Regions from separate parts of the Gossypium hirsutum genome. Here region 1 is linked to region 2. The links are chromatin contacts, called in public Hi-C maps. All regions are on one chromosome and are shown on one strand. Each heading gives the region's core, a stretch centred on a gene start, on an enhancer-like site or on the middle of the called end of the contact. The rest is flanking DNA. Distances are from core to core; before and after follow the strand shown.

Region 1 (5,313 bases), core at 718-3,217, 260 kb before region 2:
ACCAATCAGCCAAGTGATTCACAAGCATGTCTACGTTTTGCTCGGCTTTCCCACCGGCTTGGTAACTGAGAATGTCAACCATCGGAAGTGTGAAAGTAATGACATGGTATCCCCTTGAAGTATACCACTCTGCATATCTCTGGAGATGTTTCTGCTTGGATCCTAACCACCCTAACAACACGACAACCGTACGAGACTTCACCGATGAACAATCTGAAGTCCCAGAAATATCGAACGCAGTCGGCTCAGGCAAATGCCATCTGTACAAAGCATCAGGCACTGTGGCAGGAACACTCTCCGGAAATGCAGCTGGCTTAGATCCTTTAGCTAACTCAGCTGACTGATATAAATTAACCAACAGAGGAGACGAAGCAATAGAAGAACATAGCATGTTCGGAACGAAATTCCGGCCTGAATTCGGAACCGGAAAGTTAAAAGTAGGTAACGGTACTCGAATCCTAGTAACAAAAGACAAGTTGGCAAGCTTGGAAGCTGATATAAGAGCAACCAATGATGAATTGGACTCCGGTAAGGAATTGGACATGGAAGTTTCAGTATCCGATGTAGGAGATGGGAGTTTAGCAGGAAAATCAACAGAAACAGACGCCATTGCAACAGCAGCAGCTGCCATTAAAGGACGTTGAATGACTCCAGACATGGATCCCATATTGAACCAATATGAACAAATCCCAAATAAACATTACAAATCAGTGCAAAAGTCTCAATTTAACGAGGGTCACCTGCAAAAAGGATAAGAGGATCAAATTATGACCCAACAGATGGAATAAAACACGAGAAAAGCAAGCAAGAATGTGTTAATACAATAAGCAAGCCAAGGTTGACATGTTCTATAGTCAAAGCTTTTATTATATAATTACTGGTCTTATTAAATGAAAGGAAAGGTAACCGAAAATGGGGTTGTCAAAAGATAGATATTGACAGCCTGGCAAGTTGTTGTATAGACAACACAGCGCCCACCGACCATGAACTATAGATTAGATTAAAACATAATGGGGAAAATTAAACAAGAAATAGCGCGTGCTTGGTCAGTTTTTAAAATAGTATCTAATAAACAAATAAAGGACACGGTTTCCTTGTCTAAGTCTTCATGCTTAAAGAACATGACAAAGATTGATGAAGAGCTGACCAATGAGTCCGACGATTTAGGAGCCCGTGGGGGTAGTTTAGACCATGACCCAATTTCCAAATTCCAATAGGATAGGGGTTTCTCGAAAGGAAGACTCTGCCGTGTAGAGGGATAGGAAATGAGTCAACTCGATCACGGCTCTAGTGGAATAACACGGTTAACCAAGAAACTCGAAAACCGTATGGCGGGTCAATTTTTGAATGGTGTTTTTTTTTTTTTTCCTGAGAATAAATTTTGATAAAACGAAACGAAATCACTGAAATAATTAAATATGAAGTTAATGGAATCCAAACGGCGGATGGCAAAACGAAAACCCAATTCAGAAAAACGAAGAATCAAGAAATCTCATTAAAATAATAAGACCAAAGAATTTTGAACCATTAATAAATTAATAAATAAATAAAAGTCACCTTGCTGAATGAACTCAACTGAAGATGAATGTAAAAGCGGATTGGGTCTCTCTTTTTTTGTCCTTTTTGTTTGATTGATAATGAAAAAGAAAGAATGCTGAAGTGTGGGTTTCGCTTTTTCGTGACAGTAAATAATGCGCCCTGCCTCTCTTCTCCTTGCCTGCAAATATATTTCTTCTTGCTTTCCTTGGTTCTTTTCTACCTCTTTATATCTTATATATATACACAAGCGTATGTGTATATATATATATCTTTTGGGTTGTGTTAGTCTCTTAGAATTGCCTGTATTGCACGCTAATAGTTTTCTGTAAGCAACAATATCGCTATTGATTATTTTCTAATAAAAAAAGAAGCAGAAAAAAAACCCAAAGCAGAAAAGGAGGAGGTTTATATATCTATATTTAGCGATAGAGGGAGTTCATATAAAAGAGAGAGAGGTGTCGATTACTCTAAACATGTTTAGAGTTGCTAGTAGGGTTTTGAAGTGTTATCAGTAAAATATGATAAAATGTAATTCAACCCTATTTTGTATAATCGATAATAAAAGAATAAGCGAATTTATTTAACGTGATGATAAAATTTTTAATGTAATTTAGTGACACTATAAGTTCGTATAAAAAAATTGTTCTTTGATCCAAAAGAATGACCTAGTAAAATAGATCGAATGAAGTAATTATATATTGCAATAATAATTTTAAAGTCATTACAATTTTAATAGAAAAAGACATTAATACCTGAACTTAAATTTTGAATTTTGAAATGTCAATACAAAATTTTACGCACTTACTCTTTTGAATTGTTGATACAAAATTATTTTTTTATACGAACAAATGTGAACCATTTTATTATTATAATAATAATAATTTTAAAGCTAAAATATTTAAAAAATTAATTTACTATTTTAAAAAATTTCTGAAACCTTAAATTCTCAGAAACCTTAAATTTTTAAATTTATTTAAAAATTAAGAATAAAATAAAAAATCAACGGTTGATAAACGTCTATGAGTATACAAACTTTCAGCTTTCTTCTTTCTTTTTTATTTCTTTCAACAATTCTGGACGGTATATCCTTCAAAACGGCATTGGCTATCCCTAAATTCTGTCTAAATGAAAACTGAACAATATTTTGCATTAAAAAAACACATTTTATTAAAAGATGAGACGAAACTTTAAATAAATTTCTTAATGAGTTTTAAATTGATTTAGCTTTAATTCATATTTAATATTACTTTTTTAATTAAAAGTATTTATAAAAAATATAAAGTATAAAAACAAATTTTTTAATAATAAATTAAATTCCTGTACATCCGAAAGAAAAAAGAAAATTGGAAGTGCAATATTAAACAATCCATGTAGTTTGGAGGATAATAATATTCCAAAAGATGATGGATGGCATATGCCCATACCCTTTCATTGTTAACATTTGTCCTTTCCTATCTCTCTTTTATTCCAATACGTATATAATTTGGAGTCCACATTTTTTTTCTAAGGGTTTTGAGTTATTTCCACTTCACTAAATGTATGGTATCACTAGAATAACTTATAGAAGTTAATTTTTCTATTTCAGCAATCAAGGTCTCCATTCCATCAACCCTGATGTTACTCTTATATAAGAGAATTATCAAGTGACCACCATTGATGCATTGGAAACTATTATCGAACAACTTTGTTAAGATAAATAATTATGATATTTAATATGAGAGTAAATTTCGAAATGAAGAGGATAAATCATTTAAAATCTAATTTTTATATATCTTTAATGCGGTTAGAGTCTTATTCAATTGGTTTATAAGAATTTTTGTTTACCTTTTTTATTGACAAAGTAAATACGTTTCTAGTGAAAATTTAAAATTTCAAATTTGTATCTCTCTTATATTAAATTTTAAAAAAAATCACATTTCTTAATCAATTACTTGGGTCATGTCTACGTCTTAATTGTTACTTAAGGTTAAAATATCTCTTACTCAAAAAGAGAACTTTTTTTTTCTTTTATTTATTTTAAATTGGTGAAACTATAAATAAAGAAACAATTAAATAGGGATAATTACAACTCATTTGTATTTTTAAAAAATAAATCTCAAAATTATACTTCAACTATGATTTATTGTACAAAATATATATATGAACTTTAATTTTTATATAATTTTATCCATGAAATTTTAATTTAATCCAATTCTTATAAATTATTAACAATTATTGATATAATATACATACATTAATAATTATATTTATTCAATATAAAAAATAAACTAATGTATTTATTTAAATAATTAAATCAAAATTCAAATTCAAATATATTTGAACCACAATTAAAATTTCACCTATATAATTACAACAAATTAAAATTCATATATACAAGTAGACATTAAATCAAAATTAATGTATAATTTTAAAATTTATTTTTTATTAAAAAATATATTTATTTTTCAAATATATATATATATCTGCTGCTTTTAAAACAATTTACGGACACTTCTCATTAACAATAAAAGATAAAAATAAAAACTATACAGTCTTTTCTTTTTAACTTGATAAAATGACTCAATTGTTTTATATATCATTATTTTTTTAATTTATATTTGAAAAAATAAATTCATCATTCGCTTTCAGCAACAAATAAAGACCAAACTTTGTAGGCATAAAGATTACAACTTTTCGATGAAAAATAATAATATACATACTTAAATTTTATGTATGCACTTAAATGGATCGCCTCTTTAGTAACCAAATCGCTTGTAAAAATACTCTCAATTTCTATATGAATTAATTCCTGCCAACGTATAGAATATGCAGCTAATAGCAAAACACCGGAAGCAACTATTGATCAACTAGAAAGAATAATAGTAGTAGATGTGAATATATATAGTTTTTAAGTGTACCTTGTGCTGTTCCTCCTGCCCCACCACTTCTTTTTCACCCTGTCAAGTGCACCTTCTTCGTTTCCGAGTTTATTCAATACGACTTTTGTTTCTCGCAATCTCACAGAGTAATCCTTCTTCCAAGTTTCGAACATCTGCTTTAACCTTCTAAGTTCGCGATCAGGGTTCAGGTTTGCTTCAACCTGACCTGATTTTACTTCCACCAAGAACTTGGCATCATCACCAAAAACTTGACTCCGCTGCTCAAATTCCTCTGCCAACCGGCTTATAACACTCAAACCTGCACTCGTTGGTCTCAACCCGTTGCTCTCAGGGCCATTGTGATTAGTTCCTGTGTCCCAGCTATACTCTCTGTCATCGCTTGCATTATTAACAGATGCATCGGAATTTCTCTCCGAGTCATCAACTGCTAGGCTCTTCTTTGCGATAGAAAGACTGGATTGTAGAGACCTCATTTGTTTCTGCCACACTTCTTCCATGGACTTCATTTTTAGCTCATATTCAGACCAGCGGCTTTCGTATTGTTGGACCCGTTGATGGAGGATGTCATTTTCCTCTTCTTTCTCCCTCAGAGCAGCCTCAGCTCTAAGAACTCGGCGCTGTAGTTCAGCAAGAAATGAGCCCTTGACCATCACCTCATCTGATTCATTCCCCTGTATCAAATTTTATAATCATTTAGTGTCTCAAATACAAACATTATAACTTGATACATATCTAAGCAATAGGAATAACAGAGAAAACTAAAAACTGAGTCTGCATAAAAGTAAAAGAAATTCAGAAACAAAAATGGGGATCATAGGAGTGAAAGATTTGATATGCAAACTGTTTGGAAGAATATTTTTTTAATGGTTCTTTTGGTTTTGCAAGATTGGACCTA
Region 2 (5,367 bases), core at 1,106-3,605:
ATAAATGATTCTTAATAAACCAACCAGCATACTAGAGAAAATATGGTGAATTGATATTGTAATGAGAAAAACTTTCATATGACGCACTAGGTAACTATAGACAAAAGAGTGTGAAGATACCACGCTGGCAGACCCCTTGAAATCAAGAACAGTCATAGTTGACTTCTTATGCCAACAAGATTGCAATACAAAATGTTTGTCATCATAATAACAAATTCTGCCAGCATAGTATCTGGAATTTCTTTTTCAACGTTCTTTCCTATAAAAGCATAGCCAGTAATCTCCAAGCAAGACAAAGAACAATCTTTACTATCCACATCAACAAGATAAACAGAGTTTCAACATTATTTATAGGATTTCAACATTATTTATAGAATCATTCTCCTAACAGATTCTACAGATTATTTTTAAAAATTAATTTCAACATCAACTATTTGATTGTAATCGCGCCAAATTAGACCCCCGTTAATCTCTGTAGAGAACAAAACTAAATTCACACAAGAACATGTCCAAATAAAGATATACATACCATTAATTTTTGCCTCAATGACCTTCTCTTTTATTTGCTCTTCACTAAATTGTTTAATGTATGGAAGAAGTGTCTGAAGCACGTATCTGGTATGCTGAACTTCTTCACAACCACTGAACTTCGGATTAAGTGTCTCTTCCAATTTCTACAAGTCATCAATTATACAATATCATAAATCAATCATGACATCATATATGCAACAAAGTGAGCAGTAAAACTATGAATTTCAGAACTAACTTTGAGTAGGCCAGTCGTCCGTAAGCATGCTTTGCAATTGCAATTCTCTCGGCAAACAGGGCAGGCATCAGCAATTTCATCCTCAGACATCTTGGGATACCTAGTCCCAGAAAGACAAAATACTTAACCAGCTAAAAGGGGAAAAAGAACAACATAGTAACATACTCACTTATGATTAAGATTGACTATAACCAGAGAGAAAAGCAGCAAAGTTCATGAGAAATTAGCAATCGCATGCAATGCACATACATTTAGATAGAAACCCATTTCCATAAAAGAATCAAGTGAAAGAAGTACCAATTTTTTATGCAAGGGATGCAATATCGTTTACTATTGCAAAGCTTGCATCTCACAACCCTGCCTTTATCATTCCTCTTGCACTGATGGCACGTTAATCTATCTTCTTTGGCAATGGTAATCCACTGTAGAAAAAGCAAAAACAAGAAGCACCAGCAACATGAAACCGAAAATGAAAGAAAAGACACATTATAAGAATAATGCAGGAATTAAAAAGCAAAAACTTTTACCTTAACATCCCTCCTTCGCTTTGAACCAGGTACAGGCTCTTCTTCTTCCCCGGGAACCCTTAAGGGCTTAACCAAATTTTCTGACTCATTCATTCCCAAAGACCCATTTTTCGCCCTTCTTCGACTCTTATCTGTATCTTTCCCTTCAATGGCTACACTTTCAGTAACTTGTTTCCTTGGCCTACCCCTTCCTCGTTTCTTTGCATGCACCGTATTATCACAATTCTCACTAATAAGACCATCTTCTTGACCTTCAGATTTCACTACTACTTCCTTCTTCGGCCTGCCCCGTCCACGCTTCTTTGGCACAAACTCATCATCTTCATTTTCTTGAACTTCGGCATAACTTACTTTCTTAACAATTGTTCTCAATCTCCGCTTTGAGCCAGCAGAATCCATATCAACGTCCTCTTTCATGGTAGCTTTACCTTCCCCGTTTGCTACCTCTAGATTCTCAACTGAAATCAAAGTGTTATTTCCTTTGACTTGAACCCCATTTTCATCCACGTTCTCCCCACTATCTTCCACGAAATCCAAACATTTTCCCTCCTCCCCTCTCTCCTCCTTTTTGCCTCTTTTCGAAGGAACTGTCACTTCTTCTTTTGTACCTCTTTTATTAGGTTTCTTCAGAGTATTCCCTTCCGAACCCCCACTTTTGATCTCTTTCCCTTCGATTCCCTCCTCTTTTCCTTCTATTTCCCTTGCTTTATCTCTGACCATGTCACTGTTTTCCTCCCCATTTCTTTCTTCGACTTGAAGCTCCGCAAAACCGCTGTTTTCTTGACTTCCCATAACCACCCGCTCTGGTTTTCCGACACTCCCTCGCAGAATCTAGGTGCTGTCTGAATTCAGCCTTTTAAATGTGCCATTCACAAACAAAGTGGTCTTGAAATTATAAAACCAAATTATTTACTTTATTATATGTTTTTTCTTATAAATAGGAAAGGAAGTTGCTTGAAATTGTAGAATATATGACTCTCCTCTTTAAATCGAAAGATTAATCTATGGAGAAACATTATTGATATTTTATTTATTATAGGTATATTTTAGTTTCTGAGAGTTTATGTAAGTTGCAGTACTGTCTCGGGTATATTAATCTAAAATTTTTCTTTCCCTTCAAGTACCACCGAATAACCTTCTAACATGTTAGGGTTTTTTGTTACATAATATAACAGTTTTAATTTATTCAGTAATGAATTAAATAATTAATTTATGCTTTTTTTATATAGGGTTAGTATAAGAGTTAGTAATAATTTAATTTATTTGATATTATTTTATTATTCACATGATATATTTTTAGTAAAAATATTGTTTATTTTAAAGAGATTTTATTTTTTTAATTTTAAGTTTAAATTATATTAATTATTCTTTATTTTATATCCAACTATTGTAATACATACATAATTATATATGGGGCTAGTAGGGGCTCCAATCCCCTAAAATGGAAATTTTTTCCTTTTGACCCTTTATAATTTATAAAATTTTGAATTAGTTATAGTAAAATTATACTTTGACCCAAAAAATAATAAAATTTTAATTTAATATTTTAAAAATTATAAAGATATAAGCTATTAAAATGGTAATTTTGTATTTTATTATCGTAAAAATATACAATTTAATTCCGACTCTTAAAAAAAATTTAATTTCACTTTTATTATTATACTAATAACCAAACGAGTCATAATTAAACTAAATAATTAACTAGCAACTAACACATTTTATTGTTATATCAATATATCCAATCACATTTAATTGATATATACCCCTTTAATATAATCATCATCAAGTTACCTTTTAAAATTACTATATTTTTAATCATGAGAGTCAAATAAGATGGTAAAAATCTCTTACCATTTTTAATCAATCAAATGGGCATAACTTCAACAATTATTTGGATCGAAAATAAATTCTTGAAAAGAATCTTTTAAGATACATCTGAACTGAAACGTTCAATCAATTTTGAAAAACATTTTAGTGCTAGGAAGTCTTTTTCAATACATAACTATCTGTAAAAATAATTTTGAAGCTTGTGTATGATTAGGTAAGGAAGCGTCAAGATATCTAAATATATCTTGCGTTTTAATAGTCTTTCGTCTCATGTATCGATCTTTTTTGAAATTTCATATTTAAATTACAAACATTCAATTCTTTTTATACATTACCGTTATACAAATAATATTGAGCCCCTCATCCTAGTTGGCAAGACATGGTCCAACTAACCAGGGTCTTCCCTGGCTAGCTCCCCAACAGAACGCCTGGTATGTATGCTCGCCAATTGTATGATTTTACCCTGCTCGTTCATATCCTTTGGGAGGTATCTAAGACACGTACAACCCCTAAGGGGATAACGTATCACGCATAGCACCTAATTACCCCTAACATGTCACATAGTGGACCATAATTTATATATATATATAAATGAGCCACACCGAAGGGGAGATAAAGAAACAAACACTCAACAAATACAATTTCAAACTCACCACTCTCACACATACCCCTCTTATAAAAACACCCAAAACTATTTTTTTCTCAAATTTAGTACAATGTAACATACTGATATGTTTTAATAAAAAAAAAAACCCAAAACTAAATTTACTAAAAGTAATCAATCAGAAGTTTATTTCATTCAAAACAGTAACACAAAGCTGAGACATCGAGTTTTCTCTTTCCAGAAAAGCAATTTTCTGGTATCGAGACTAGTGTGTGCTCAATGTGATTGGCAAATGGGCATGGGTTCATCACCTCAGCCCCGTTGCAATTCACGCCCACAACTGACAACAACAGCATGGGCATGCATGCAGCATAGACACCCCCACTCTCTCAATTCATAACAAAGAAGAGTAATAAATGGCTGAAAATGAACTTTCTCTCTTCATCAAAAGTCTCAACCTTCTCAGGTTTATTAATTTTGCATCGACCCAACCATCAAACTGTTGCTTTTCTTTGGTTGGGTTTTTCCCTCATTTCAGTATAAAATTGATTTTTAACAAAAACAATGAAAGCATTTCAAACAAGTGTGTCACCTGAAACTAATCCAGGAAATGTTGTTTCGCTTCTTTTTTTTTCTAGGGAAAATCACACATACACTAATTAAGGAGACCTCTTTGCTTGAAAACCTCATGCATTGCAACACCAATCTTGGCAGGTGATTCAACAACTGTCACTCCAGCTTCTCTTAGAGTCTTTATTTTGTCCTGTGCCGTGCCCTTGCCTCCTGATACTATAGCTGTTTGTAGGCAAAACATGGAGTTTTAAGAAACTGTATAATAATAAAACATGGAATATTGCCCTTAGAAGAAGGGTATCAACACGAAAAGAAACTATCAGACATGGTAAAAAGCACCAGAATACAGATATACAATGGCATCGATAAAACTCAAAACTAAATTGTTATGACCTTGTCCCGCAATAGCTTATTTTAATTGTCTACCCTTTCTATACATGCTCACATTAAGACCAAACATAACAATTTACCTTTCAGCCAAAACATGATATCTTAACTATTTTAGGTTGAACTTTTTGCTTTTGTCGTGAATAATGAGGGTTTTGTTATTAACATGCTTTACCTATGCAAGAGTGCATACAAGAGAAAAATTACTTGTAGCCAAATCATAACCTAAAAATAGAAGATGGAAGCAATGTATTACCTCCAGCATGACCCATACGCCGTCCTGGAGGAGCAGTGAGTCCAGCAATGAAAGCAACAATAGGCTTTTCAGTCCCACTTTCCTGTTTCATTTATTAAAATAAAACCGAGGATAGAAGCTGTTCAGCAATTTTTCACTTTATGCGAGTGCAGAGACACCCCCAATGCAATTCACAAACATGCTCCTTATATCTATAGAAGTGAAATTAACAAAAGCACCATGGAGAAAACAATTAAGAATATGCACAGAAGCACAATATGCATATATGAGTACAAAAACATTCATTTGCAGGTCCACACCACAGTTATATGTTCATCTCCAGATTCCACCACGTTGCAAACCTTATCTTATATTTAGCACTATAAATAGATATTTACGTATCCCTATTCTCTTCCACCTAGATATTTCTTTGTTTATGTTTCATTTA

What was found. A called contact is a pair of places that touch in the nucleus more often than the background predicts.
Region 1: a contact with region 2 is called in a Hi-C map of leaf, with 1.6 times the contacts expected there. The contact joins the promoter of LOC107886879 here to the promoter of LOC107886889 in region 2. A contact is called at or near these places in 3 of 34 Hi-C or Micro-C datasets (all in leaf).

The regions. Positions count from the first base shown.
Region 1 is chrA03:107,807,996-107,813,308 of Gossypium_hirsutum_v2.1, reverse strand. LOC107886879 (transmembrane protein 53) reads right to left here and starts at 1,967. Exons shown (of 5, transcript XM_016810974.2): 1 at 1,558-1,967; 2 at 1-740. The coding sequence starts at 667. It overlaps LOC107886881 (myosin-1), which reads right to left. Exons shown (of 24, transcript XM_016810976.2): 24 at 4,177-5,089. The coding sequence ends at 4,427.
Region 2 is chrA03:107,544,441-107,549,807 of Gossypium_hirsutum_v2.1, reverse strand. LOC107886889 (lysine-specific demethylase JMJ25) reads right to left here and starts at 2,355. Exons shown (of 13, transcript XM_016810988.2): 1 at 1,294-2,355; 2 at 1,064-1,188; 3 at 767-866; 4 at 530-674. The coding sequence starts at 2,085. It overlaps LOC107886890 (succinate--CoA ligase [ADP-forming] subunit alpha-2, mitochondrial), which reads right to left. Exons shown (of 7, transcript XM_016810989.2): 6 at 4,941-5,022; 7 at 4,165-4,519. The coding sequence ends at 4,380.